2 separate regions of the Sus scrofa genome follow, and region 1 is linked to region 2. Evidence: chromatin contacts called from public Hi-C data. All regions are on one chromosome and are shown on one strand. Each heading gives the region's core, a stretch centred on a gene start, on an enhancer-like site or on the middle of the called end of the contact. The rest is flanking DNA. Distances are from core to core; before and after follow the strand shown.

What was found. Hi-C and Micro-C count contacts between places; a contact is called where the count stands out from the background.
Region 1: a Hi-C map of omental adipose tissue shows a contact between it and region 2, with 1.8 times the contacts expected there. The contact joins the enhancer-like site here to the promoter of DPYSL3 in region 2. A contact is called at or near these places in 12 of 47 Hi-C or Micro-C datasets (adipocytes, alveolar macrophages, embryonic fibroblasts and 7 more) and 1 of 2 datasets of contacts at active chromatin or transcription factors (skeletal muscle).

What each region holds. Positions count from the first base shown.
Region 1 is chr2:148,848,328-148,855,258 of Sscrofa11.1, forward strand. It overlaps LOC110259532 (a long non-coding RNA gene), which reads right to left. Exons shown (of 3, transcript XR_002341971.1): 2 at 6,069-6,931; 3 at 4,037-5,855. Among named protein-coding and RNA genes, the nearest start is that of DPYSL3, 75 kb to the left of the region's middle. Within about 2 kb of position 5,569, at least 10 of the 83 cell types and tissues checked have an H3K27ac peak or open chromatin away from gene starts, as enhancers often do. A contact at or near this core is called in mesenteric adipose tissue and omental adipose tissue, where this site is marked.
Region 2 is chr2:148,773,273-148,780,471 of Sscrofa11.1, forward strand. DPYSL3 (dihydropyrimidinase-related protein 3) reads right to left here and starts at 3,783. Exons shown (of 15, transcript XM_003124066.6): 1 at 3,191-3,783; 2 at 2,968-3,188. The coding sequence starts at 3,347.

The sequences.
Region 1 (6,931 bases), core at 4,319-6,818, 77 kb after region 2:
TTTTTCTCTCATTCTATGGGTTGTCTTTTTGCTTTCTTGAGACTGTCTTTCGAAGCACCTAAGTTGTTAATTTTGATCATGTCCAGTTTCACTATTTTTTCTTTGGTTGCTTGTGCTTTTGGAGTTTTGCATCTAAGAAAACACTGCTGCATCTAAGTGCATGAAGATTTACGCCTTTCTTCTAAGATTTTTCATACTTTTGGCTCTTACATTTAAGTCTATAACACATTTTGAGTTAATTTTTGTATATAATATGAGGTAGGAGACCAAATTCATTATTTTACAGGTAGAGATCCAGCTGTCCCAGCATCATTTGTTGCAGGGACTATTTCCCCTCCATTTAATTGCCTTGGCACTTTATTAAAATCAAGTGACTTCATGCCATATCTTTTAGACTTGTTTTTTTCTATCCCCAAACTCCAGTTCCCAAGAACAAGCCATTTAAGCTTCTCAAGGATTAGCGAACACTTGATCTAAAGCTTCAGAAACAAGGGTTTTTAAAGCTGTGAAGAACCCCTTGTCCCTTTCATTCAGTGAGACCCTGACACTTTTTACAGAGTCCAGGTTTGGATGAGAAGAAACACCCAGTGGCTTTGGGAAACTGCAGGAAGAAGAGGGTTGGAGAGAGGACCCAAGAATACATGACAAACACAACAATCAACTTGACTTCTTGTTTTTTTTTTTCAGTTGTACCTTTAACTAGTCTTGGGTTTGGTTTGTTTGCATAGCCTCCCTCTCTTCTCCAGAGTACAGTGGAGCCTCACACTGGTTAAAAATGCAAGATGTTGCATCAGATAAACGCAGAATCAAATCCCAGATCCTCTGTTCCTGCCTACCCGTTGGCTCTCTGCATACGTCACTTTCTTCTTTTGCAAAATTGGGATAACCATTATGTCTGCCTCCACGGATTGTTTGAGTATTAGATAATAATGCAAATAAATACACAGCACTGCCATGGCATATTAAAATAGTATCTATGATTATAGATAAAACCTTATCTGTTCTCGGTTGGTCCCTTGGCTCCTGTTCTATAAGATGGGCTAATCTGCCAGTGCGACTTCCAAAACTCCTACTAACCTCGTAGTAGGTTTGACGCAGTTTTCTTCAGAGGGAATAGAGAAGATTTCAATTTCTCGTATCCTTAAAATTTCCTGAGTGTATTATGAGCTGTCTTAAATTACCTTTACTATTGGGGGCGGGCGGGGTGGGTGGGGAGGTTTAAAAGTTCCAAAGTGATACTAAGCTTCTCTTCACATGTGATCAAAAGGGGACAGTTCCAGGAATCTGTAACACCCCGTGGCCCTTCCACTTACTCCCTGTGACTCCAGGCAGATGGTTCACCTTAGGTGAGCTTCACTCTCATCACTTGAAAAATGGGGTAAACTATCCGCATGGACTCTTGTACAGAGCTGCTCTGACATTCCAAGGAGGTAAAAAGTGTACGGAGCTTTAAAATTTAAGTGTGCTCCATCTGTGAGATGATTTTTTTATTTCATTGAAATCCACAACCAAGTGCACTCTTTGGCAAAATATCAATGCAAAATGTTTTGTTATTTTTTTCATTAGTATTGTACTCCTGTGTCAGTGGCCTTAAGAGATACAAAGAGGATAGTTAGGTCTAAAGCTTAAGCTATGAAACAAAGCAGGGAGTCAAATGCAGAGAACACTGCTGTCTATCAAGGCTCTAAGATGTTTTGAAGGGTTAATGCTCAGTGTTTTTGCATTCTTTTCTGAAATCTTAGCGGGCTGGCTCTCTCAATGCTTCCTTTCTTAGTGATATGATCTTTGGGAACAGGAAGTAGACGAACTCAACTTATAATTTAAGGGCCTTAATTTTAGAGCCAAAGTAATGGTCCCACAGGCTTTGGTCTGGTCATTTAGGAAATCTGATACTCCAGTGTGTGTGTGTGTGTGTGTGTGTGTGTGTGTGTGTGTGCACGCGCGTGCGCACTAACAGCAATTTGTGTGAAATTTACTGATTCTTACAGGTTCTTTTGATAAATTCAAGTACAATTAAATTATGTAAATGCATTTAAAAATAGGATCTACTAAGACTCTCTCTCCCTAAAAGTAGCCTCAACCCCTATTCTTCCACTTCAATATTTACAAAGAAAGATGTCTAAGATGACGGCCACCTAACAACACTGATAATTAATTCTGTGCGGTATAATTTTAGGGGATATTTTACTGTCATTGTTACACTTTCCTGTAATTTTTAGGTTTTCCCCCCTTTTTATTTAAAAATAATTATAAACACAAAATTGAGAAAACTGTCATCCCTTGTATCTTCTCCCTATGGCAACATGTATGAATCTAGCACAGGCCAAGCTAAGAAACTGACACTGGTGCAACACAAATGACAGACTTACAAAGCAACCCACAAGGGATTAATCTCCAAAATACACAAACATCTCATGTAGCTTTGTATTAAAAAAATACAACCCAATCAAAAAATGGGCAGAAGATCTAAATACACATTTATCCAAAGAGGACAGATAGAGGGCCAAAAAATACATGAAAAGATGCTCAACATTGCTAAGTATTAGAGAACTACACATCAAAACTACAACGGGTTTCACCTCACACCAGTCAGAATGGCCATCATTAACAAATTCACAAACAACAAATGCTGGAGAGGCTGTCGAGAAAAGGGAACCCTCCTACACTGGTGGTGGGACTATAAACCACTATGGAAAACAGTGTAGAGCCTCCTCAAAAACTAAATATAGAACTACCATAGGACCCATCAATCCATAACTCAAAAAGATACTTGCACCACTATTTATAATAGCCAAAACATGGAAGCAACCTCAATGTCCATCAACAGAGGAGTAGATAAAGAAGATGTGGTATATTGATATGACGGAATACTACTCAGCCACGAAAAAGAATGAACTAATGCCATTTGCAGCCACATGGGTGGACCTAGAGATTATCATACTGAGTGAAGTCAGACAAAGACAAATGTCACTTACATGTCGACTCTAATAAAAAGTGATACAAAAGAACTTATTTACAAGATAGAAACAAACTCACAGATTCCAAAGCCGACCTACGGTTACCATGGGGGGAACAGAGTCAGGGTGGGAGGGAGGAATTAGGAGGATGGGAGTAACACACACACTATTGCATAAAACAGATAATTAACAGGACCCTACTGTGTAGCACAGGAACATCTACTCGATAGTTTGTAATAACCTATGTGGGAAACAACTGATTTGCCTTGCTGTACACCCGAACCCAACACAACATTGTAAGTCAATTATACTCCAAAACCTTTTTTAAAAAAGACAGATTGATTCAGATTGTACCAGTTGTTACATGCGCTGATTTGTGCTGACAGTTCATCTTAGCTCTATTTTCTCCTCTGTGCGCTCTGCTATTATAGGGGTGTGGTGGGGTGCACAGCACACAGGGCTTTATAGGGATAAACACATACCTACTTAGAAACGGCACATTATCACTCATACGGTAACAAATGGGCAGGAAGTGGCTTCGTCCTCCCCAAATTACTGGTAAGGATGTACTTGAGCTGGCTTGTACCAGCCCTGAAGGCCAACTGTTAAATACTCAGGAAATTTGTCATCAGTGGCTTGAAATCGGCCACAGAGGAAGCGCTTAGGTCAGAGAAATCTGCAGCATCAACCAAGGCTCGCTCGCTCTTCCTGGAGCCGGCTCAGCAGCACCACTGTGTGCCCAGCACACACAGCGTGTCTCTGTTGATCCTGGTTCCCCATGCAGCCCTCCTCAACTGGGTCTCAGGAAAACCTTATTCCCCAAGGAGGACCTTTCCTTGTTATTCACGATGTTTTTCCTTCAGGGCAATAGATCAGGGCAGCTAGACAGTCTAATAAAAATTGATTTTCTGTTAATGGCTTCTAATACCTTCATTTACTTACATTTTTGCCCAGGGCCTTTCTGGAATACGTATTTATTTTCATTTTTTTATTTAAATTTTTTTTCCAGCCACGCCCATGGCATGCAGACATTTCTGAGCCAGGGATCAAACCTGAGACACAGCAGTGACAACAACAGGTTCCCGACACACTGAGCCACTGGGAACTCCTGTATTTATTTTTAACTCCAAGACAACATTTGGGGGCAGAAGAGGGAATGTTGGGAGTGGGAGGGGCTGAGTGCCTGTCTGCTCCCACCAAGCTGGCAGTGTCCACTCCCCCACATCAGGATGGGCACTGCCTTGTCTTCCCCCAGTCCCACCTCTTCCTGTTTGGGCTGCGGGATGTCAGTGCTCCCTTCTGTTGAGGCAGGGGATGGAAACTGGGAAGAGAATCTTGCTTTCAACTTGAAAAGAGGTCAAAAGAAAAAAGGACTCTTGGCCGATCGCAGTGGATTCACAGGTTTTTATAAGGTGAAGGGCCGTATCCTTTCCTTGTTCACGAACAAGTGTGCTGTTACCCTAAGGACATTCCCTGTCAACAGAAAGGGTAAAAATGAAAACACAGCTTTGCTCTTCTCTCTTCTCCCCTTGTCTAAGGACGGTGCTTGTTTAACAGATTTGTGTGGACCTGGAAGCCTAATCGAGGCACTGTGAGCAAGCATTAAACGTTCTTTCACCTCAACGAGCCACTAACTCCGGACAAAAAGCACACTGGCAACACGATATAGTGGAAAGAGCTCATGCTTTCAAGTTAGATCCGAGTTCTGATTCTAAATTCTAGCTCGGCCACTTATTAGCCGAACAAATTTGGTCAAGTTAGCAACCTTTACATGTTGGTTTCCTCGTTAGGAAACGTGAAGTTGTTTAAAGCATGAATGAAAATACCTGGGCCCCTACCCTGCACCTTGCATTTCATGTCTATTTTTACAGTGTTTCATTTTACTATATTGAAATTTGATCCTTACCATAACCCGGCCAGGCAGGTTGTATTAGCTCCATTTTATGGATGGGAAAATCGAGGCTCAGAAACTTTCTTTAACTTGATTTAGGTCATAGAATGAATGGGGAACAGACTAGGACTCAAAAGACTACTCTGGAGGCCATATAGCCTATGAAAAAATGTATTAAAAAATTCTGACACTTGTAGGGGCTCAGTCATTGTTCTGTTGTTATTCATTTAATATATAATTAATTGTATGTTAGCTCTATTCATAATTATATTAATATCTATCATGATATATATAGGATTATACACTATACAATGCATTAATTATATGAATATATATGCACATATATTTTAAGTGGAAAGTTAACTGAACTCGGAGTCAGATGATCCGACGTTCATTTGGGCTCTGCTGTTTACGAGGTCTGCCAATAGACAAGTCAGTTACGCAGGTAATTCTTTGTCATACACAGCCGTGAGCAGGACATGGTAACTGGTCAATAAATATTTGTTGAAAAAGGAAGACATAAACAAATGAATGAGTAAATGGTCAAGGTCTCTTTCGGGTCTTAAAAAATGCCTCTTGTTTTGGTGTACACACATGAAAAATTAAACAGGTAGTTCTCGAAGGAAAAGGAAATTGTCAGAAGCCAAGGTACTCCAGACCACAGTGGTTCCTTATAGCGGCCCCCTGTGGTGGAAAGGGGGCATTGCAAGGCTTCCAGGAAAGCCTGATGGACTTTGCCCAGGACTTGCCCCGCCCCTCGTTTGCTCCTCCTCTGCTCCCTATTAACCCTAGCTGAGCAGTAACACTTTGGCTTAGTCCTTTACCTAAATGCCCGCTTATTCACTTAACACTGCAGTGCTCTGGCACAATACCTGCTGTTTGGCTTTGTCAGAGTCCCGGAGGCCTGGGAAAACAAGGATGTCTGGAGGAAACAGCAAATGCTGTTCTTTCAGAGCTAAAATCTTCTATTAACCTTTGCTGCTATATCCTTTATCCTTATAAATGATCTGAAAAACCAACAACATTTTTTTTAAATGTGATATTTGAAGACTGCTGTCGATCCAGCCCTTTTAACTGAGCCACACATGAAAACTTTTGGTACGAATTCTGCTATGGATCCCATTTAATTCTCACAACAGCCCGCCAAGGGGAATTATCTTATTTATCCCATTTCACAAAAATGAAGCAAAGGTGTCAAGTAGTTACTCAGTGACACATACCTAGTGGCAGACCTAGAACCAGGGCCCAGTCTGTCTGTCTTCTGCACACACGCGACCTCTCCGAGTAGAAAGAAAACCAGGATGGAAAGAGCAACAGCATAATTGGGATTCTGCTTTACTTCCATCAGCAGTTAAAATAAAACTGAAGCACCTGGCTTGTTTTGAACTGTGCTTTCCCACAGCAGCCCCCATAGAACTGGGGAGACGCCAGCACTAAGAAGCAGGGATCCTTTGTCAATTACAGAGCCATGTATAAAATGCCGTTTATGGTTGAGGATGGCAGGCTAATGGAATAAAAGCTTATCTAGCCAATGTTTTGTGCAAACAACAAGAAATGGTTGCTGTTTTTCATTCCTGCACTTCTTGGGAGGTAAATGTTTTCTAAGGGCAAATCCCTATTTTTCTCTTTAAAAATTCCGCTAGGAAACATAGTATGTTTTGGCAAAGGTATTTTAAAACCTAAACTGTGATTTAAAAAAAAAAAAAAATCAAGTACATTCACAGAGAGAAACTGGACACAATGACATGCCTTCCCTTGGCTGTTCTCCGGGGAGGACTTGCTTTGGGGGTGGAGGATGGGGGAGCGAATCTGATGAGCTGCCTTGACCCTTTTTGTTTGGCGTTTTAGGGAGTCTGGAATACTTGGAGACTGAGTAATTGGTCCCTAAGCCTTTGGTGTTTGCAAATGAGTTTGCTGCCTGCAGGAAGACAACAGCCCAGCTTCCCTGAAGTGAACAGAGGCTGAAAAACCCAAGATGGTGAAATGCCGTGCCAGCCAAGTAGACAAAGCAGTGTTTCTGTTGAGATTACTGCTTTCCTAGGCATGTGCGGAAGAGACGCAGGAAACCCAAGGGACACAAAGT
Region 2 (7,199 bases), core at 2,533-5,032:
AAAAAAAAAAAAAATCAAAGCGTAATTAAGAGTAACGAAGAGTACCTGGTATTGAGTACCAGGTGCAAAGTATCACTGCTACCAGAAAGGAAGGAAGGAAGGAAGGAAGGAAGGAAGGAAGGAAGGAAGAAGAAAGAAAGAAAGAAAGAAAGAAAGAAAGAAAGAAAGAAAGAAAGAAAGAAAGAAAGAAAGAAAGAAAGAAAGAAAGAAAGAAAGAAAAAGAAAGAAAGAAAGAAAACTGAGCAACAGAGGGTAAGTTAAGCATTTATGGTCACATCATCTGTAAGGGGTGAGCCACCTTTCATCCCAGTAACCCACCCCCCAATCTGGGAGAGTATCAAAGCCATTTCCCAAATACATCTAACCTCTCTCTTATAGGATCCTGGTAAGAGTGCACCTTCCTGGTTCTTTGGAAGTGAGACCTGGACGAATGATCTGCTCTGGCCCATGAAGTATGAGCGTAAGTCATGTTTATGACTGCAGTGTGGGAACTGGAGAATCTGTGAGCAATATGCCACATGCTTTTCCCACCATGGACGTGAGGCCCTGGGACCTCCATCAGTCTAGGTCTCCGAGGGGCAAGGATGAACAGAGCTGCCCTCCAGAACCATGACAGACAAGTAGAAGGAGGGAGAAAACAAACCGTCATGGTTTGATTAAGCCACTGAGATTTGGGGACTATTTGTTACATGACATTACCCCATTTTTTTTCTGACAGACACATGAGCCCCACATGCTTAAAATCATTACAATAACTCAGAATAAAGAAGCATAGCTATTCTTATATTTCTAGGGATCACAACTCAGAATAGTTACTGTGCAGAAGCTACAAGCAGGCAGACTTGGGCTTAATTTAATTTTTTTCATGTAAAGTCATCCAAAATTGCTTCATGAGGTAGTGAGCTCCCTGAAAATAGGAGCATTCAAACAGAGGCCAGATGATGGCTGTGCATCTGTATAGCAAAAGAGGCCGCTTCATTAAGGAGGTTCAATGTATCAATCTTTCACCCAGCACCTCCAATGTTCCAGGCATCGCCGCCACAAAGATAAATCCAAAGACACAATCCCTATCCTCAAGGAAATAGTCGCCCAGCTCAGAAGCAGATAACCTCTGCTGCCTCTTTGAACAGTGTGATTCAACCCAATTAGAGATAATAGCATGGCCTGGATGAAGCTGACAGCAAGCCTGAGCTTAGAAATAACCAAGTAGCACTAGAAACCCGGCTGATGCTTAGGTTGTACGATTATTTTTTAATTAGGAGCCAAAAGTATAGGGTTGGCGAAAGGAAGGGAAACGAAAGAATTGGTGGGTTTAACATTTTTCCTTCCTCTAGTCACCATTCTTCAATCTTGCAAACCAGGCATATTATCTGGCTTACATCAGGGGTGTTGCAGCAGAGGGAACAGCCCTGACTCACAGCAATTGTGACCGATTTTCCCATCACTTCTCCCGCCCCTTGGAGTCAGGAAGGGACTCTTTCAATAGTGATCAAAGTCAGACCTGAAGGGAGGCAGGAACCTTTCCCTAGGGCCATTCTTCAGTTTAGAAATCAGCCAAACCCTCGCCACAAGACCAGAAGTTTACCCTAAAAGGGGATTTGAGCAGGGCCTAGAGGAATTCCCTATTCTAAACCACAGATGAAAAGCACAAACTAAATGAGTGATTACAAACGCACCGCTCTGCTCCCCAAAGGCGCCTTTAAACAGTACTCATTTCAGTACTTTCTTTCCCTGTAATCAATAGTTAAAGCTTTGTTGTTTTTTAAACTTGCAAAAATCCAAGAGTGCACAGATTGGCCTCTCCTTCCCTGGCTCGCTGGATTTTAATGGAAAAACATCTAAAACTTGGGGTAGCGTTAACTGTCACTGCTCAGAGGCACACATTTCCATTTCAGGTTATTTTTCATAAGAGCGTATTAGTGATATAATATATGCAGCGGGATTCTGCAGCCATTCTCAAAACCAGGGTGAGGTATCTGGTTACTATTGTTCCCCACCTCAAAAGCAGCTTGAACTCCCAGTCCTCCAACCCTGTCCAGGCCCTGAATTTTCTGAACTGTGGTCCTGATTGCCTATGAAATAAACAAATAAATGAGGGCAAGCTGGATTTCAGGGCCATATCTTAAGTCAGCTCAGGGTGACCTGAGTGTCTCAAACACACACACACACACACACACACACACACACACACACAGAAGAAACTGGCTTTGGCACATGGAAGAGCAGCAGCGAACCTGCAGCTGGTGCTACTTTAACGTGCACCCTTCATACTCTGGCTGATTTTCAAAAACACAATAATACTCTTCGCCAGAAAGCTGGGTCCCCAGGCTTGTGCCAAACTACCCACACAAATATACACTTTACAAGCACAGATGGGAAATGCCAATCCAGGACTGAAAAGAGGCATGGGGATTCGGGTGTTTAGTCTGGTCGCTCCACACCCAAAAGTTTCAGGGACAGGGCTGATGTTTGAAGGGGGCGGGGGGGTACCGCCCATCCCCTACTTTCATCCGGGTACTATGGCGACGACCCCCTGTTTTCCCAAGACCGCGTTGCCCGCCGCCCTGGTGATGACCCTTGAGATCTAATCTAGCGTCAGCGGGGACACCAAGACAATCGTGCTGCTGGGTACTCAGACCGAGAGAAGGGCTGGAAACCACTCAGCCTTCCGGGCTGGCCGGACTGACACACCCACTCAGAACCGATGGCCCGGGGACGCGGCAGCCAGGCGGGGGGGACCCACGCGCCTCCGTCCCGCGCGCACGAAGACGTTGCGGTTGAGGACGCGCCGATCATTCAGATCCCGGCTGGGAGGTCTCGCTGCCCCCAGCGGAGGATGCCCGCTTCCTCCCCCTCGTCCTCCATTCCCGTGCAAAGTGAGCGGGAGAAAGTTGTGTCCGGGCCCTGGCGCCCCGGGGCTGGGAAGGGAACGCGGGCAGGCGGAGAGGAGACCCGGGCCCCCCTTACCTTGTCCTTGGGGCCGAGGTTCTGCAAAACCTCCTTGCCGGTGGCGCTCCGGATCTCCACCCCGGCGGGCGCGGGCGACGCGGGCGCGGGCTCCCGGCTCTCCTCCCGGCCTTGGCCCCGGCGCGGGGTGTCCCCCTCGGCGCCGGGGCGGCTCGCCGAGCCGCGGCCGCTGCCCTGGCTGCTCCGGGGAGTCTTGGCGCCCCGCTGCCCCACGCTCAGGCATCGAAATCCAGCGTCTTGCTCTCGAAGGCGCCCTCCACGTTGCAGAACATACCGCCGTACTTCTGCCGCGGGACCTGGTCGGTGGTGCCCGGCCTGGCCAGGTACACGGGCAGATCGTCCTCGTGGGAGCTGTCCCAGCCTCTGCGGCCCGAGGCCATGGTTGGATCGCGACGGCGGCCCGCGGGTCCTCTTCCCGAGAGGCGGAAAGGGCAGCTGCCGGCAGCGTGCGCGGAGCCACAGTGACTGGGGCGGGAGGAGGCGCCTGAGCCTTCGCGCCAGAGGCGGCAGTGCTGCTCCGGTTCCTGCCAGTCCCCAGCGAGCCCCGAGCCAGCGAGCGCGGCGCGGGGGCCGGAGCTGCTGCGCGTTGCGCTCGCCCGCCCGCCCGCCCCGCCGGCCGCACCTCCTCCGCGCTGGGGACCCTAACGTGGCCTCTGGCGATCACGCGTCCCAGCCGCCCATCCCAGGAGAAATGCAACTTGGCGCGCGCGCGCGCTCACACGCACACGCACACTCCCCGCTGCCCAACAACCCCCAGATTCACACTCAAGAACTTGCTGCACTCAACACGTGCGCACAAGCCGTGCTTTACTACTCCCCAGTTGGCCTTACAAGCACAAACCTCTCTGTCCCGCTCAGGCGGTTGGATTTCAAAGCGAAGTCGACACACATAGAAACTCAGGTTTACCAGACTCCCAAGCTTGGACTTTGTTTACCTATAGTCCCAGATTGGCCGCATCCTGCTCTTAGAATGGCCTCCCAATTGCTCCCAGGTCTAGAATCTGCCTCACCAACCTGCACCCTCACGCAAGGAGCTCCCGAATTTACAGGTTTTCCTCGTGGGGGGTTGGGGAGGGGCGTCATGGATAATCACAAAAGCCTGTCATTGCATCCCACTCTTAAACCCCTTCTTCCTTGATGGGCACCCCTTTAGATTTTGCTTTTTATCCCCTCTTAATTTGTCTTACACACCGTCACATGACAGATCACGGACATGCCTTGCAAAATACTCTTAATACCCTCCCTATTCTGGGACCACGACCCCCTGGCGGATAATACCTCACACACTGAGGTCAGAGCCCTCCCCCGGCCCTCCCCCCAAGTCCAGACTTAGCTCCAGAATGTACAACCAGAGACTTGGAGGTTCTTGTTCCCTGGCGCGCACACAGTGTTACTCTGGTACATGCTTTCCCCACGTCATCCCCTCCCCCGCGTCCACCCAGGGACCCTCTAAGCCAAACTTTGCCACATTAACACAGAGTCCAGGAACTGCAGAGCTTGCGTGGCATCTGCACACCCAGCCCAAACCCAGAACCTGTAATGCCCACCCGAAACTGGGCCCCCTCTTGGAAAGTCACCCCTGTGACTTTATTTAGTCATCCATCAGAACTGAGGGCCTCCTATGCTCTTTAGAAGACAGCAGCCTGAGGGTGTTAAACAGGCAGATGGGGGCCTGTCCCCACCCAGAGTGTGGTCTACACCCTCCATCTGGGTAGCTCAGTCCTTGACAGTCTGCCCAACATGTTCAACTTCATTTCCTGAATTCTCCACTGTATTATAAGCGCCATGAAGGCAGAAAACTGGTCTGTTTAGTTTACCTTTGAATATCTTGAGTCTAGAATATCTATAGGCACCTAAGGTACTCCATGAATCCCTTTGGAATGAGTGGATAATAATAACAACAACAATAAGGAGCATTTATGGCACGGTTGCTGTGTGCCACTCATTAGTGTAATTGTTTTGCATATATGTATTGATTCATTTAATGCCCATAAGTATCTCGTAGATTTTTTTTTTTTTTTTAATGGCTGCACCTACAGCATATGGAAGTTCCTGGGCCAGGGACGGAATCCCAGCCACAGCTGCAACAATGCCAGGTCCTTAACCCCCTGTGCCACAGTGGCAGCTCCTCTCAGAGGCTTTGTGCACAGACACAGCGTTGAAAGCACCTGCCCTGAAGCGGATGAAATGAAACTCTGAACTCCAATTTAGGGGGAAATTAGAATATTGGAAAATGCGGCCCCAGTGACAGGCCTGCGACATCCTTGAAGATTTGAGGGGTGGAAGGTGCTGTGAACTCAGATCAAAGACAAGTAAGTTGACAGCAGTTATGCTTACCCCAGGGAGTAGAAAGGCATTTGCAAAACTGTCTGTGTGCTATCAAAATTACGCCTCATTTCTTAAGCCGGCTTCCTCTGGATAGCTGCACCTTTTTAAGAAATGCTGGTTGGGGATGGACCCAGAAATTCGTGTGAGAAATCAGTCAAACCAGCCATTCCCTCCCGCTTTGCTCTCATAGTTTATTTCCCTCCCTTCCCCACTGCTCTCAACCTCTCCTCCCCTCATTTATTCATTTACGGACTGTTGGGGGGGGGGCTTGTTATGGGTCCAGCGCTGTCCTGGGTTCCCTGCTCTGTGGAACAGAATTCGAATGGGGGGAAACTCATGGTAAATAAGATCGGGTCAGATAATCCCAAGAGCCAAGAAGAAAATAAGCTGGCCAGCTTTTTCATCGGCTGGTCAGAAAAAACTTGACGTCTTCCCTCTCTGACTCTCTGCAGACACCTCTGGCACCTCCACCATCCGCACAGGCAACAATAAACATAATAACTAACATTTATTAGGAATTTATTCTGTGCCAGGCTCAGGGCTAAGAATTTCCATAGAGCGTCTTAATTCATCTTAATAACACGGCGAGTCAGGTGCCCTTGTTTTACTAGTGAAGAAGCTGAGGCTCTGAGTAAAGGCCCAAGTCACGCCAGAGTTGCAACCGAAAGCAGGATACATGCAAAGAGTCCAAGATTTCCTCTGAGAGGAGCATGTTCGGAACGAAGATGCATGCCTGTGTGTATTCCCGCGTGTGGGCGTAGCTGGGCCCCATCGCAGGAGCGCCATTGCCTCACGGCTGTGCCTATTGCAACGTATCTGCTGCATAATTACATTTGTTGCCGAAACATCCCCTGTAAGAGTCGACAGCTGCATACACACACATGTGTTGAATTAAGAAAGCCCAAGCAGTCTTGAAACGAAGACTGAAATGGGAAAAGCTATTCTGACTCCAGTTCTGTAGCTACAGGGCCTTAGGCCAAGCGTCTTGCTTAACTTCTAGATGTCTTTCTCCTCTGAGTTTGCCTCTCCCACTTAGGATTATTAAGGACTTCAGTCCTTGAGTAAGAGAATTGCTTGTGCACTGCCTTAACTTTTGTAACAACCCTATAAATGTGGTGTGAAGTCTCTCCTCATTTCACCACTGGAGAGAAGAAGGCCTGGACACGTTAAGTTCCCCGCCCAAAGTATCACAGAGCAAGCACCTCAAGCTAGAATTCAACTTCTCTGCCAGCTAATTCGGAGCCTGGCCTCTTAAAAACTGCCCCATGACAGAGTCTGGTCGTGAGGAGGCAAAGAGATAATGAAAGGGAAGACCAAAAGTAAGACGTTAGCAAAGAACATAATTCTGAGGCGTTCCCGTCCTGGCTCAGCAGTTAGCGAACCCGACTAGCATCCGTGAGGACGCGGGTTCAATCCCTGGCCTCGCTCAGCGGGTGGAGGATCTCGCAGTGCCATCAGCTGTGGTGTCGGTTGCAGACTCGGCTCAGATCCCGCGTGGCTGTGGCTGTGGTATAGGCCGGCGGCTTCAACTCCAATTCGACCCCTAGCCTGGGAAGCTCCGTATGCCGCAGGTGCGGCCCTAAAGACCAAAAAAAAAGAAAAGGAAAGGTAATAATTCTGAGTGTCCTCAGCTGTTCTAGGGCAGAGGTTAACCTTAATTAAGACAAGCACATATCCTCAGGAGCTCCTGTCGTGGCTCAGTGGTTAACGAACCCGACTAGTATCCAGGAGGACATAGGTTCAATCCCTGACCTCCCTCAGTGGGTTAAGAATCTGGGTATCTCGTGGTGCCGTGAGCTGTGGTGTAGGTCACAGACGCAGCTCGGATCTTGTGTTGCTGTGGGGTAGGCTGGCAGCTGTAGCTCCGATTCGACTCCTAGCCTGGGAACCTCCCTATGCCACTG